Regions from separate parts of the Mus musculus genome. Here region 2 is linked to region 1. Evidence: chromatin contacts called from public Micro-C data. All regions are on one chromosome and are shown on one strand. The core of a region is the stretch at or near the end of the contact, and the rest is flanking DNA. Distances in the headings are between cores, read along the strand shown. Region 1 overlaps Pax7 (paired box 7). Region 2 overlaps Gm46873 (a long non-coding RNA gene).

Region 1 (5,762 bases), core at 2,360-4,859:
CCTCTACTTACTTTATATTTGCGACAAGGTTCACAAAGATCTCCACACTGGCCTGAACTCATTCTGTAGCCCAAATGGGGCTTGAACTTGCTATCCTTCATCAACACTTAAGCTTCAGGAGGGTGCTAGTGGGGACACAATGCTGCACACCCAAGCCTTTCTAAACAGGCTCATAGGGTTTCAACAAGAACCAACTAAATTAAAGACCAGATTTTACATTTGAATGACATAAAACTAAGTAAACATCCTTGAGTCTGCTCCCCATGGTGCTAGGCGCAGGTCAAGTGTAGGACAGCTAGCGGCATGTGGCACGAATGCAAGAGGATGGCTGTGTACAGACTGCTCTCTGTGTGACAGGCCTCTCAAGTCTCCAGGGTCTCACATACCCAGTCCAGCCACTGTCCCCTTGGTGTCTTGGCTTGATAGAGCAACAGCAGACTCTCAGATCAACAGCTGGGCGAGCCTGGCTTGGCCGCAACTTCTGGCCGTCGCCTGACGGGGCCAGCAGCAGGGCAGGCTCAGACAGGATGGGGGAGCCAAAGGTCACAAGGCTGCCCTCGCGCCACCTTTCAGCAAAGGCCTCACCTGCTGGTGTCAAACTAATCAGGAGGGTGTGTGGAGAGAGTGGGGCCTCCAGCCTAAGGGCACCCTCTCCAGCTGTTGCCTGCTCCTGCCACACTGACCTTTGCTTCCTTAGGCCCCCAGCCCGCTCCAACCTCATGGCCTTGGCCTCCACGGTTAAATGAGGGCCAGCTGTGTGGGCCTATACCTCCCATGTGCGTATGTGCAAGCTTGTATGTGTGAATGCATCACGGGATTGTTACAGTCCAAAGCGTCTGCAGGCACACTGTGTGCAAGTGATGTGGCTGCAAAGTGCCCACATCTTCCCAGATAAGTGAGTTGTCTGTGTGTGTGTGTGTGTGTGTGTGTGAACGTGTGTTGAATGTGTATACGTTTACATGTAACTGTACACATGGACATACAAATGGCTGTTCTGTGTACACATTGCATATGTGTATATGGCTTTGTAGGAGCACACAGGCACACATACATGTGAGAGTATATGGTGGCAATATACACACATGTTTAAATTTTCTTAGGTGGGTTCTTATGGGCTGATGTGTCTATATGTGTGTGTGTGCACTGGCATATGTGTGTGTGTGTGTGTGTTTGTGTGTGTTGAAAGTGTACGACCAATATGCAGATAAGTGTGGTTGTGTGCACATGTATATTTTGGCATGTACTTGTGCTTAAAGGTATCTATGATTAGGTATGACTTAGATGCTCGCATGAACATGATATGCATACCTGGGTGTGTTCATATGCAGTGCCTGGGCATGCTTGTGTATGCAATTGTGTGTGTGCCTATGGGAGTGCAGGACCATGCCTGTGAATGTGTGCTTGGGAAGCCCAGCACTACACGATCATCTGCATGCAGGACACACCAGTGTCCATGGAAGCCTTTCCACGCCGTCCCTGGTTGACCCCCTGACCTAGCGCATGTTCCCAGTCCAACACAGGACACACATGCTCTTGATAAAACATTTGAGAGCAGCAGCGGCAATGTGGCCGGCCCCGGGCAGGCGTTAGTCACACCCGGAGCCTGGAGCCCCTGCCCTGCTCCAGGGCGCCTGCCCAATTCGGAAATAAAATTAACCCCAAAGTCAGCATGGGGGTGGTGGAGGAGGGGGATCAAAAGAGAAGGGGCCCAGGAGGCCAGAAAGGAGAAGCAGTTGCCCTCCCTCTCCTTCCTCCCTCCTCCCCTCCTTTCTCCTCCTCCTCCGTTACTGCAGGGAGAGCTCAGGGCTCCTCAAGGGCCATGGTCTCCAGCCACTTACTGAGGCACCTCGGCCACCATGTGTCACCCAGCTGTCACACACACCCAGCCTCAGCTTTCCCACCTGCAGAATGGGTCTGGGGACGAGGCACATCCTCTCAGCCATTTCCAGCCACACTGCCTTTTTTTCTGTTGACCTTCTGGGGCAGTCCAAGGACATGTCACATTTCTGTTAACCAGCAGCCAACACCCCTAAGCACACAGGAGGCCAGGTTCTCTAATAAGCTTTGAAAGTCACACATTCTGGACTCCCCTGTGTTGGTCTTGATCCACCTGTCACTTGCTGCCTCCTGTCCCATGCTTGAGTTTAGCCCATGCAGCTCTGTGTGAAATACGTGCTTCTCAGCCACAGAGCTTCCCCACCTCCTGGTCCTCAGTTTGTTAGGCTCAAAGAGGTAGAGCAGTGTTCCCAATGTCCCACAGCCAGGCAGTTGTGATTCAGCTTCCTTACCTCGGAGCACAGGTGAGCCAGCCTGGGAAAGACACTTGGCACTGATCGGGTACACACTCTCCCGTGTGCACACTCGTGTGTGGGAGTGCTGCTGTCCATGTGCGCAGAGTCAAGGTGTAACTTGCTAAATGCGTATGCAGGGAGGGGAGAGAAATGATTGCTAGCTGGCGCCCCATCTCTGCTGCCACACAGGGCTGTGTGCATGGTCATTCTCACTGTCTTAGTATAGAAATGAGACTTAGAGAAGTTACTAGAGAGGGGTTGGTTGGCTTTGTTGGTGGCCACACCTGCATCCTGGTCATTAGGAGCCAATTTCAGGTGTGTTTGAAACATGCACGTGACCTAACTCCTGTGCAGCAGACCCCGCCTGCCCCTGGCTCCTAGGGCCTCTCTCCTTCCCAGAGACACCTCCACATCTTCTGGCTCTGGCCAAGTCCATCCATCTGCCCATCTCTAACCGTCCCTGGAGTGGGTGGGGGCAGGGGGGCAGGGATGGGGCACATGGTAGATTAATATGGCCCCGGTGTTCCCAGAGGCCAGGGCCATACTAATGATGGGGCTGATAGAACGCAGGAGTGTGAAAAGAATTTTAATAGATCTGACAACTCTAATAAGAATTTGTGTCTGGAAGGGTCCTCCTCTGGGGCTGCGCTCTGACGAGCTCCTGATGGCTGGGATCTGTTTACTGGTTGGCATTGCTGGCCCAGCTCCTGCCAACTCTTGATTAATGTAATTGGAGACGTTCAGAGCCCAGGCGGGGTGTGAGGCAGGAGAAGGGAGACACGGAGGGACAGAAGGACATCCAGGGTTGTTGACAGAGTCCCTAATGAGGAATGTCACCTTCCTGTCTTCTTGTCCAGCCTTTTGGCTCTACCCTAGGAAGAGGCAAGCACGCCCTACAGTTGGCCCGTTGGGTGCTCTGGAAGTTGCAGGGGGTCAGCAGGAAAGTTTGGCTTCTGAGTGCTTCCTTGCCTACCTCAAGGAGGGAAAGTTCCTACTGTGTACTGGGGCAGAGTGGATAGAGGTGCCAGAGAAACGATTCTTTATTTTGTTTTCCTTTATTTATGTGTGTATGTGTTCATGCATGTATGTATGCATTAATGTGTGTGCAGTTGTGCATGTGGAGGTCAGAGGTCAGGCTCAGGTCTCACCTGTAGACACTATCCCCAGCATCTCTCACTGGCCTGGAACTTACTAAACAGACCAGCAGGCATGTTGTCTATTGAGCCCCAGGGATCCAGATGCCTCTGTCTCCCCTGGGCTGGGGTCCAGACACCACCATGTCTGGCTTTCCTGCATGGGCTCTAGGGATCCGCTTTTCCTGTTTGCACAGCTTTGTCGATGGAGCCGTGACCATGGGTGCCCATGGGTAACTCTGGGCTGGCAACTGTGCTGTGCCTCGGGTTTTATTTTTCTCAAGTGGGAACTGTCCTGCCCAAGGCACAGAACCCACCTTCCCCTAGTATACAGTAAGTGCCAACCAAGTGTGGGCTCTGCCTTTGCTGTTAGCATGGCTCAGTGATGGACCTCTCAGACACCCCATCCACGGAATAACTGTAGTGGTCGTGTCAGGGCCCAGCATGGGACAGGCTGAGGCAAAGTAAGCCACAGCTCCCTGAGACTAAAGAAAGTTCACCTGAGGTGATGTGTGCTCTTGGTAAACCTTGCCTGGAGTGGAAAAGGTCACCGTGGGCATGTGGGGTGGGCGGAGGGCCTCAGTCGTGAGGGCTGTATGCACACCAGGGGCCATTGCCAAGATGCTGATACCACAAGATAATTCCCAGGGGCTGCTGGTGAGGCCCAAGGCTATGGAGCTGTCACCAGCCTGCCTGAGTCTGAAAGTGTAAGAGGAACCAGCTGATTATAGTCAGAGTCTCTAGAGACCTTAGTTCTACATTTCACCAAACAGGGACAGGGGACAGTCCCACTATCTGGCTTATATGACTGGAAAAATACCTAAAAGTACCCTGAGTACAGCATTGGGAGCAGGATAGCACAGGGCTAAATCTCTGGGGTTTCTGTTTCTATCCCTTCAGCCCTCTAAGAGGGTGGCTTACTGATCCATGGACCCTGACACCCAAGGAGAAATGACAGTGTGACCAGAGCTTTAAAGTTTTCCTTCAGCAAGAGTTGGCAACTCCCCACTCCCCATTCACAGCCAGGCAAGGGTGGCCATAGCTGCCTCTGCTCTGCTACCTTGGAGCCTGAGGCTGAGTGAGTGACGTCACCAGCCCAGGAACTCAGCATAGATCTTCCCCTCCACTCACCCACTATGAGCCTGGCTGGAGAGGCACACACACGATTCAAAGACACCCCAGGACATTTTCATAGCCTTTAGGAGTGGGGAGGCTTGTCCTGAGCCTTCTATGACAGCGTGTTTTAAAACAGTGTCTGTACCCCAGCTTTCAAGTAGATAAACTAACATAAAGGAAGACCAGTTTGCTCAAAACCATATGACTGGGAATGTACCCAGGAATGGCCACCCTTTTCTCCATGCCACCGCTAAAGGTCACATTTCTTCTAGGCCTGCGCTCACAAGCACCACACTCTACCTTCACACTATGTGTGTGGATTCTTTGCCTGCAGTTCTTTGGTTCATATGCTCCATCCCATGATATAGACAAGGAAACTGAGGCTGAAATGCTATGGCCCAGGTCACACTCAAGGTTGGGAGGCAACTATTGAGATTGTCCCTTTGGACTCCCTGGTCTCACCATCAAGCTGTGTCCCCTGCCTCCTGGCTCTACCTCCCCCTGCCCTGCTTTAAGCAGAAGATGCCACGCTTGGGGAAGCACAGAGATAGTCTACAGGGAGCCCTGAAAGGCGGGTAACAGAGGGAGCCTTGTGACTCTCCGTGCCCAGCTTTCACCTCTCTATGCATGGGGGTTCTGTGGGGGCACACTGGTTATAGTCACAAGACCTAAAGGCCCTGGGAGGCCCTGGACCTTTGCCTGTCCAGTGCCTTAGTCAGGAAAGATGTCTGCTAGAGCTTCAATTAGGACAGATCCACATGCTTCGCAGGCCAGCCATTGTAGTTGCACATGACAGACATCTGTGTCTTCCTCAGGTGAGCTCTTATGCTTGCAGGACCTGTGTGTGCATAGGTATCTGTTTACAAGGAGCAAGGGGCTCACACAGGTGTGTGTGTCTGTATGTGTGTGTGTCTCAAATGGGCATGGGTAGGTATTGTTATGTATGAATATTCATGCTATGCTCAGCATTGCCTTGTGAAGACACTCCTTTCCCCTACACACAGACACACACACACACACACACACACATACACACACACACACATACACACCACTCATTTTCACACGCATCCCCACCAATGCTCACAGGACTTCTCTGGAGCTGGCAGGCTGTGGGTTTCAGCTCTCATGTTTTCTCTCAAAGGCCCTCTTGGCTCACTTGCAAAAGCCACTTTGGCTCTTGTGCAAGGACCCTGTTGTGCCTCATGCATACCTGCACTCA
Region 2 (5,762 bases), core at 2,406-4,905, 110 kb before region 1:
CTCCAGTAGGAGAGTCTAGCACAGGCCTGGGGTGTGACCTTGGGTGAATCCTCCCCTGTCTTTGAGCCTCAGTTTCTACATCTGTGCAATAGGAACTACCCTAGTCCAAACCTGCAGGATCCTGGGGTGGGTCTGTGTGAAGGGCAGGAAGCTTTAGTGTGGCTCTCTAGCGTCTTGATGATCACTAGTGAAGGCCCTGCATAGCACAGATCTCAGCATGGCACCGGCATGGTAAAATCCCTCCTGTTGTGACTGAAGTCTAACCCTGGCCAAGCTCCATTAAAGGGGCCCTGTCTCTGGGAGGATCCCTGAAGACACCACACACACACACACACACACACACACACACACACACACACACACACACACAGCCCTACCTGCTGCTGCCTGCCCCACCCCACTCTGAGACTACTGTATGTTGATAGTGTCACTGCGGTCACACTCATGACTTGTTCTTCCTACCTGTGTGACTTCAGATGAGTCCCGTTCCTCTCTGAGGCGCCAGGTTATAGACATAAAACACCGCACAGCTACTGACCCTTGGTATTGCGCTGACCACTAGGCCCTGAAACTGTGGACTGGATCCAGGCTGGGATCAGCCAGCAGGACCAGCCCCCTCTCCCCAGCCACTGGATCTCTACCCACATCCATTCAGGAACACAGGGGGACTGACAGTGTGGAGCCCACCTAGCATCTCTCAGAAGCTAAATCAGAGGGAAATAATTGAGGTTAATTCCTGGCCTGCATGGAGACCACCCAGCTCTCCTCCCAGCAGGCCTGAGGATTTATGGTGGCATTGTCATATAAAGACTTGGGAATCCTCAGAGCTGTGGGGGTGGGATAGGATAGTGGCTCCCTCCTCACTCCCTGTCCCTCACCCCCAATGCCTCCACCCACACACCTGACTCCCCTACCCTCCCCCCTCATGAAGATACTCATGACCATATTCAAGCCACCTCTCAGTTGTCCTCTACTCAAGAACAGCCCTTCCAAATGCTGTGTGACCTTAGGAGATTCATATGCCTCTCTGGGCATCTGGCCTCATGCGTTGTCAGCTTATTCAAGGGGCTGGCCCAACACACCAATGTGACCCCCCCCCAGGTTGTATGACTGGGAGGAGCCAGACTGCTGAGCCTGTCAAAGCTCCTCCCCCATCCCTCACCTTAACCTCCAGAAGGACAAACGGCTGCTGCCGACTGAAGTTCCAGAATGTTCCATAGTAACCCATTTAATTCTGGACAACCCTGTGCAAAGCCGTCACCGTCTATCATCATACTGAATCTGTGAATGAAGAAACTGAGGCAGGTGGGCAAGACCTCATGGGGGAACCAGTAAGCAGCAAGCCAGAGGACTCACTGCAGACCCTCCTCTCCTTGGGAACCCTTCCCGGTGCTGCAGACGGATCCTTGCTGGCTTCGGAGTACCCAGGCTGATGGTAAAGGCTGCGGGGAGCTAGGGTGATCTTCACAATAGAGCAGCCCCTGGGGACTTAATCTCAGCCTTCAGGAGGCAGAGGCAAGTGACCCTCTGGGAGTCTGAGGCTAGCCTGGTCTACATAGCAAACTCCAGGACAGCCAGGGCTAAAGAGTGAGACCCTGTCTCAAAAGACAAACAAACAGAATGGAGTTGGGGGTTGAGATCAGCCAAGTTCTCACAGCTGAAACCCAGGCGCGGGTTGCCTGTTCCCTTTGAGAAAAAGTCTAGGTTGTCTTTGAACTCGTAACCCCCCACCCTCACCCCCACCCCCACCTCATCCTCTCCATGAACTGCCCTCCGGCTCGAGCTACCACAAACGGCAGCTTTCGTGTTCCCTGGAACGTCCCGTGCTTTCTGTGTCCATCTGTCCTGTTCCTGCCCTTGTGCCTTACCTGGGTAGGTAAGTACTTTGGTCTGCCCTGGCTCTGAGGATATCAGGTCCTCCCTCTTCCACACTGGGCCCCCAGAGCTTGAAATAGGCACATGGCAAGAGTGAGGGTGGGTTAGAGGGTGTGGCAGACTAAGGGGCTTCTGCACAGGAGTGGGGACCACAGGAGAAGGGAGGTAACGAGCCCCAGATGGCAGGGGTAGAGGCTCCCTCAAGCCAGGCCTCTGGGAGCCAAAGCTGGGCAGCTGCTTGGGACGTCAGGACCCAACAGAAGAACTCGGGCACCTCCTCTTGAGCATCTCAGGGTCTCTGAGCTTTTCCCAGCCATTGAGCCTCCATTTACAGACACATTCACACCACAGAGACATACACACAGACATGCATACAATACCACACACACACACACCATACACACAAACAACACACACCACAGCATACCACATACCACAACACAGATGCACAACATATACACAGCATGCCACACACACATGCACACACCACACACACACTCACAAAACACACAATACAACACACACAATACACATAAAATCAACACACACAATACCACACCACATACATATGCAGACACACACACAATCAACACACACAATACCATACCATACACATACACATGCAGATACACACTGCACATACCATACCACAACACACACTACACACACACCCCACCCATACCCCCCACACACACCACAGCACACCACACATTACACATACACACACTACACACACACCACACATTACACATACTACACACACACACACACACTTCCCACCAGAGCTATGCAGTCCCCGAGGCCCTCTGTCCTCAGCCTGAAGAGCACCCTCTTGACTCCCGCCCAGGTCCTCCTGCTCACCCACCCCCTTGTCACCTTCTTCACCCATCCAAAGTTAATTCCTGAGAAACTTTCCTTGGGAGCGATTTTCACTTCTTATTATGCCCGCTGCGCCAGCCCTACTCCGTGCTATCTGGCTCCTTCAGCAGGGAAGCTGGTGTGACACTTGCCTGGAACAGCAGAGGTGACTGATGGGGGTTGGGGGGGTGGCTGTCTCCTGGGATTATGATAAGGGCTGGCGGGCTCTTGGTATGCTGGCCAGGCCTCGCCTTCCCCTCCGCACCGGCTGATAGGGGTAATTTTCCATGCTGGCCCTATCTGCTATCGAGGGAGAACATTCAAACTTAGCCCTCCGTTCCGATGCCACAGCACCCTGCAAGACGCCACCCCCTCCCAAGGAAATAGAACCTCATGATTTGAAAGGGAAAAAAATTTAATTGAAGTAGCCAGGTCATTCCTTCCCTATCGACTCCCAGATTTAATGGAAAACTCCAGACGGGTTTTTTTTTGAAGCCACGTGTGAATGTGGGGTGCTGGAAGACAGGCTGGAGGATGGGATGGAAGAGAGCTCAGGTGGGTAACAACCCCGGGACTGTTGTGACCTCATGCAAACACAGGGAGGTGCCCTAGCCCAAGACTGGTGCTCGGGTGTGGAAGGGAAGGTAGGTTGTGGGGAGTCCTGAAGAACCATTGGGGACAGGGAGCTGCCTTCATTTTCTATGTGCATAAAATTTTACCAAAGAAGAAAGAGGCGTCCGGAAGGTCCTCATTCCTGCATTATGGTCTTTATTGTTATTACCGGAGGGCTGGGGATTGTTTTCTAGGTTCGGAACCGTCAGCAGAATATTTACTGTATTGCACGGTGCGTTAGTAACTAGATTGCCTCCGTCTCCTCCTCCCACTCCAAGTCCCGTCTCCCTAAGGCAGGAGGAGGGTTCCCTTTTTGCCAAAGTCAGCAGCCAGGGTAGAGACGCCTGGCTCCCGGAACTCCGGGCTGGCTTCCGTGGCATCGCCTCAGGGGCCTCAGGCAGGGAGGGGAGGCTGCCTGGCTGCAGGATCCATCCTCCTGCTCAGCCTGGAGCTGGCTGCACCCCTTGTCTCAGAGACTCCCCCGACACCCCTTTGGCAGGACACCACACCCGGAACAACCGTCAGTAGCCACAAATGACAGCCTAGACAGCCAAGGGTGGCTGGCCGCAGGGAAGGGCTGGGCCACGGTGGGATGCACCACCAACCCCCTCCCACAGGAGCTGGGGGACAAAAGGGCCGAGAGAGGCTGCAGCCTGTCGCGGGCCCGGCCCACTGCAGCTTCCCATACAGGTTTAGCAGGTCTGTCCCAAGGAGACATGGCCACAAGCCATTCATTACAGATTGGTTCAGGGGAAGAGGGCTTCTGCAGACAGCCCGGCTCAAGGCTTCCAGCTCTTCCGTCCGCCCCTCCTCCTGTGAACAGCGCGAAGTGCTGAGCCTTCTCCGCATCCGGCCTTGAGCCGCACTTTTTCTCACCTATCACCTATCATCTCTTGGGCCTCCTCGCTCTGAACTTAAGAATTGAGCAGTGGATGGAGCTGGGAGCGTGGTTTAAGTTGGCAGAGTGCTTGCTGAGCATGTGCAAGGCCTGGGTTCAATCCCAGTGCCTTCCAAACCAAGAGTGTCACCCCAACACTCGGGAGGCAGGAGGATTACAAGTTCAAGGTCATCCTCGGCTACAAGTTGATTTAAGGATAACCTGGGCTACGAGAGACCCTGACTCAAAAATAAGAACAACAGGGTCGGGCTCTGTGACACACAGCATCTCAGAGTCCTCCCCCACAGCATGCGGGGAGGAGGCTCTGTTCCATCCTTACTGCAGACGAGAAAGGTGGGGGTGAGGAGAGCTGGTTGGATGTGGGAGGGTAGTGTGACTTTCCCCCCCACCCCGCGCGTCTGCGGTACCCACTCCAAATCCCTCCTGGGCACAAGGCACCCGCACCCACGATGATTCTGTGAGTCTAGGATTAAACCTTCATCATTCAACTTCTCATCAACCTAAAATAAATACAAATGTGTGCCTCGAATCTTAAAGCTCCGTGCCGGTTCCCAGCCGCAGCCGACTTTGTGTGCCAGGGCAGACATCCACGAGCTGTGGGGAGATCGCAGGCTTTTACTCTGGGAGCTGGGCAGGGAGTGCATATGGCTGCCAAGCCCAGCGCGACACCGGAGCGCCCGCCCGCCCGCCCGCCCGCCGTATCTCGGTCTGATTTCTGTGGCTGTAACAAGATGCCTAGTTGGTGGTGTGTTATGAAGAAAAGAGGATTCTCTAATTCACAGTCTGGAGACTTTAGAGCGTGGTGCCAGCGTCTGGAGTGGGGCCTGGCTGCATCGGAACATAGCAAGGCAGCATGGTGGGAGCCAAGGGACTGGGAGAAGGCACCTGGCAGGAGAGGAGGCCAGAAAGACTCAAGGGCAGGTTCATGGCTTCCCAGCCACCTCTCTTGCGGGAACTAACCAGGGTCCTGAGAAACCCTAGTGGACCTCTGCAGTGGGCAGAGCCCCTGACCTAACTGCCTCCCGTTAGGCCCCGCCCCTCAAAGAGCCCACCTCCCACTAGGCCCCTCCCCTTAAAGAGCCCATCTCCCATTAGGCCCCGCCTCTGAAAGAGGCCATCACCTAGCTGAGGTAGAGAGCATGCTTCCAGCCAGGTAATCTGACAGATATCCTTAAACCATACCCAAACCATAGCTCACCATTTTCCCAGCATCCTCTCAGCTCCACCACAGCTCACCAGTGCCCACCAGGCCTGTTCTTCTCTCTCTGGATCACTGTTCAGACAGATGACTTCCTGCATCTCCATCACTACTGTCACAGGTGGGATATCCAGACGTTATCCAGAAGGCACCTGCAGAGAAAGAACTCTGCCCTCTCCACTTATGACAGCAAATTCATCTATGTATTTCCTGCTTACTGGAAACTTCTGCTCAGCGAAGTGAAAACTGGCCCACTAAGAAATATAGGCTCTAGCAGTTAAAGTCACTGGTGTAGCTTTAGCCAGTGGCTTTAACCTCTCT

The links. Hi-C and Micro-C count contacts between places; a contact is called where the count stands out from the background.
Region 2: a Micro-C map of muscle stem cells shows a contact between it and region 1, with 5 times the contacts expected there. The contact joins two enhancer-like sites. A contact is called at or near these places in 2 of 15 datasets of contacts at CTCF or cohesin (embryonic stem cells and pro-B cells), 6 of 484 Hi-C or Micro-C datasets (the HPC-7 cell line, embryonic stem cells, epiblasts and 2 more), 3 of 115 datasets of contacts at active chromatin or transcription factors (embryonic basal ganglia, embryonic stem cells and large pre-B cells) and 1 of 9 other capture datasets (embryonic stem cells).

Annotation. Positions count from the first base shown.
Region 1 is chr4:139,742,203-139,747,964 of GRCm38.p6, reverse strand. The region is part of intron 8 of Pax7 (paired box 7); the gene reads left to right. Among named protein-coding and RNA genes, the nearest start is that of Gm42334, 10 kb to the right of the region's middle. Within about 2 kb of position 3,609, at least 24 of the 459 cell types and tissues checked have an H3K27ac peak or open chromatin away from gene starts, as enhancers often do. A contact at or near this core is called in muscle stem cells, where this site is marked.
Region 2 is chr4:139,850,449-139,856,210 of GRCm38.p6, reverse strand. Gm46873 (a long non-coding RNA gene) reads right to left here. Exons shown (of 3, transcript XR_001784470.2): 2 at 5,442-5,593; 3 at 3,291-4,837. Among named protein-coding and RNA genes, the nearest start is that of Gm46873, 20 kb to the right of the region's middle. Within about 2 kb of position 3,655, at least 10 of the 459 cell types and tissues checked have an H3K27ac peak or open chromatin away from gene starts, as enhancers often do. A contact at or near this core is called in muscle stem cells, where this site is marked.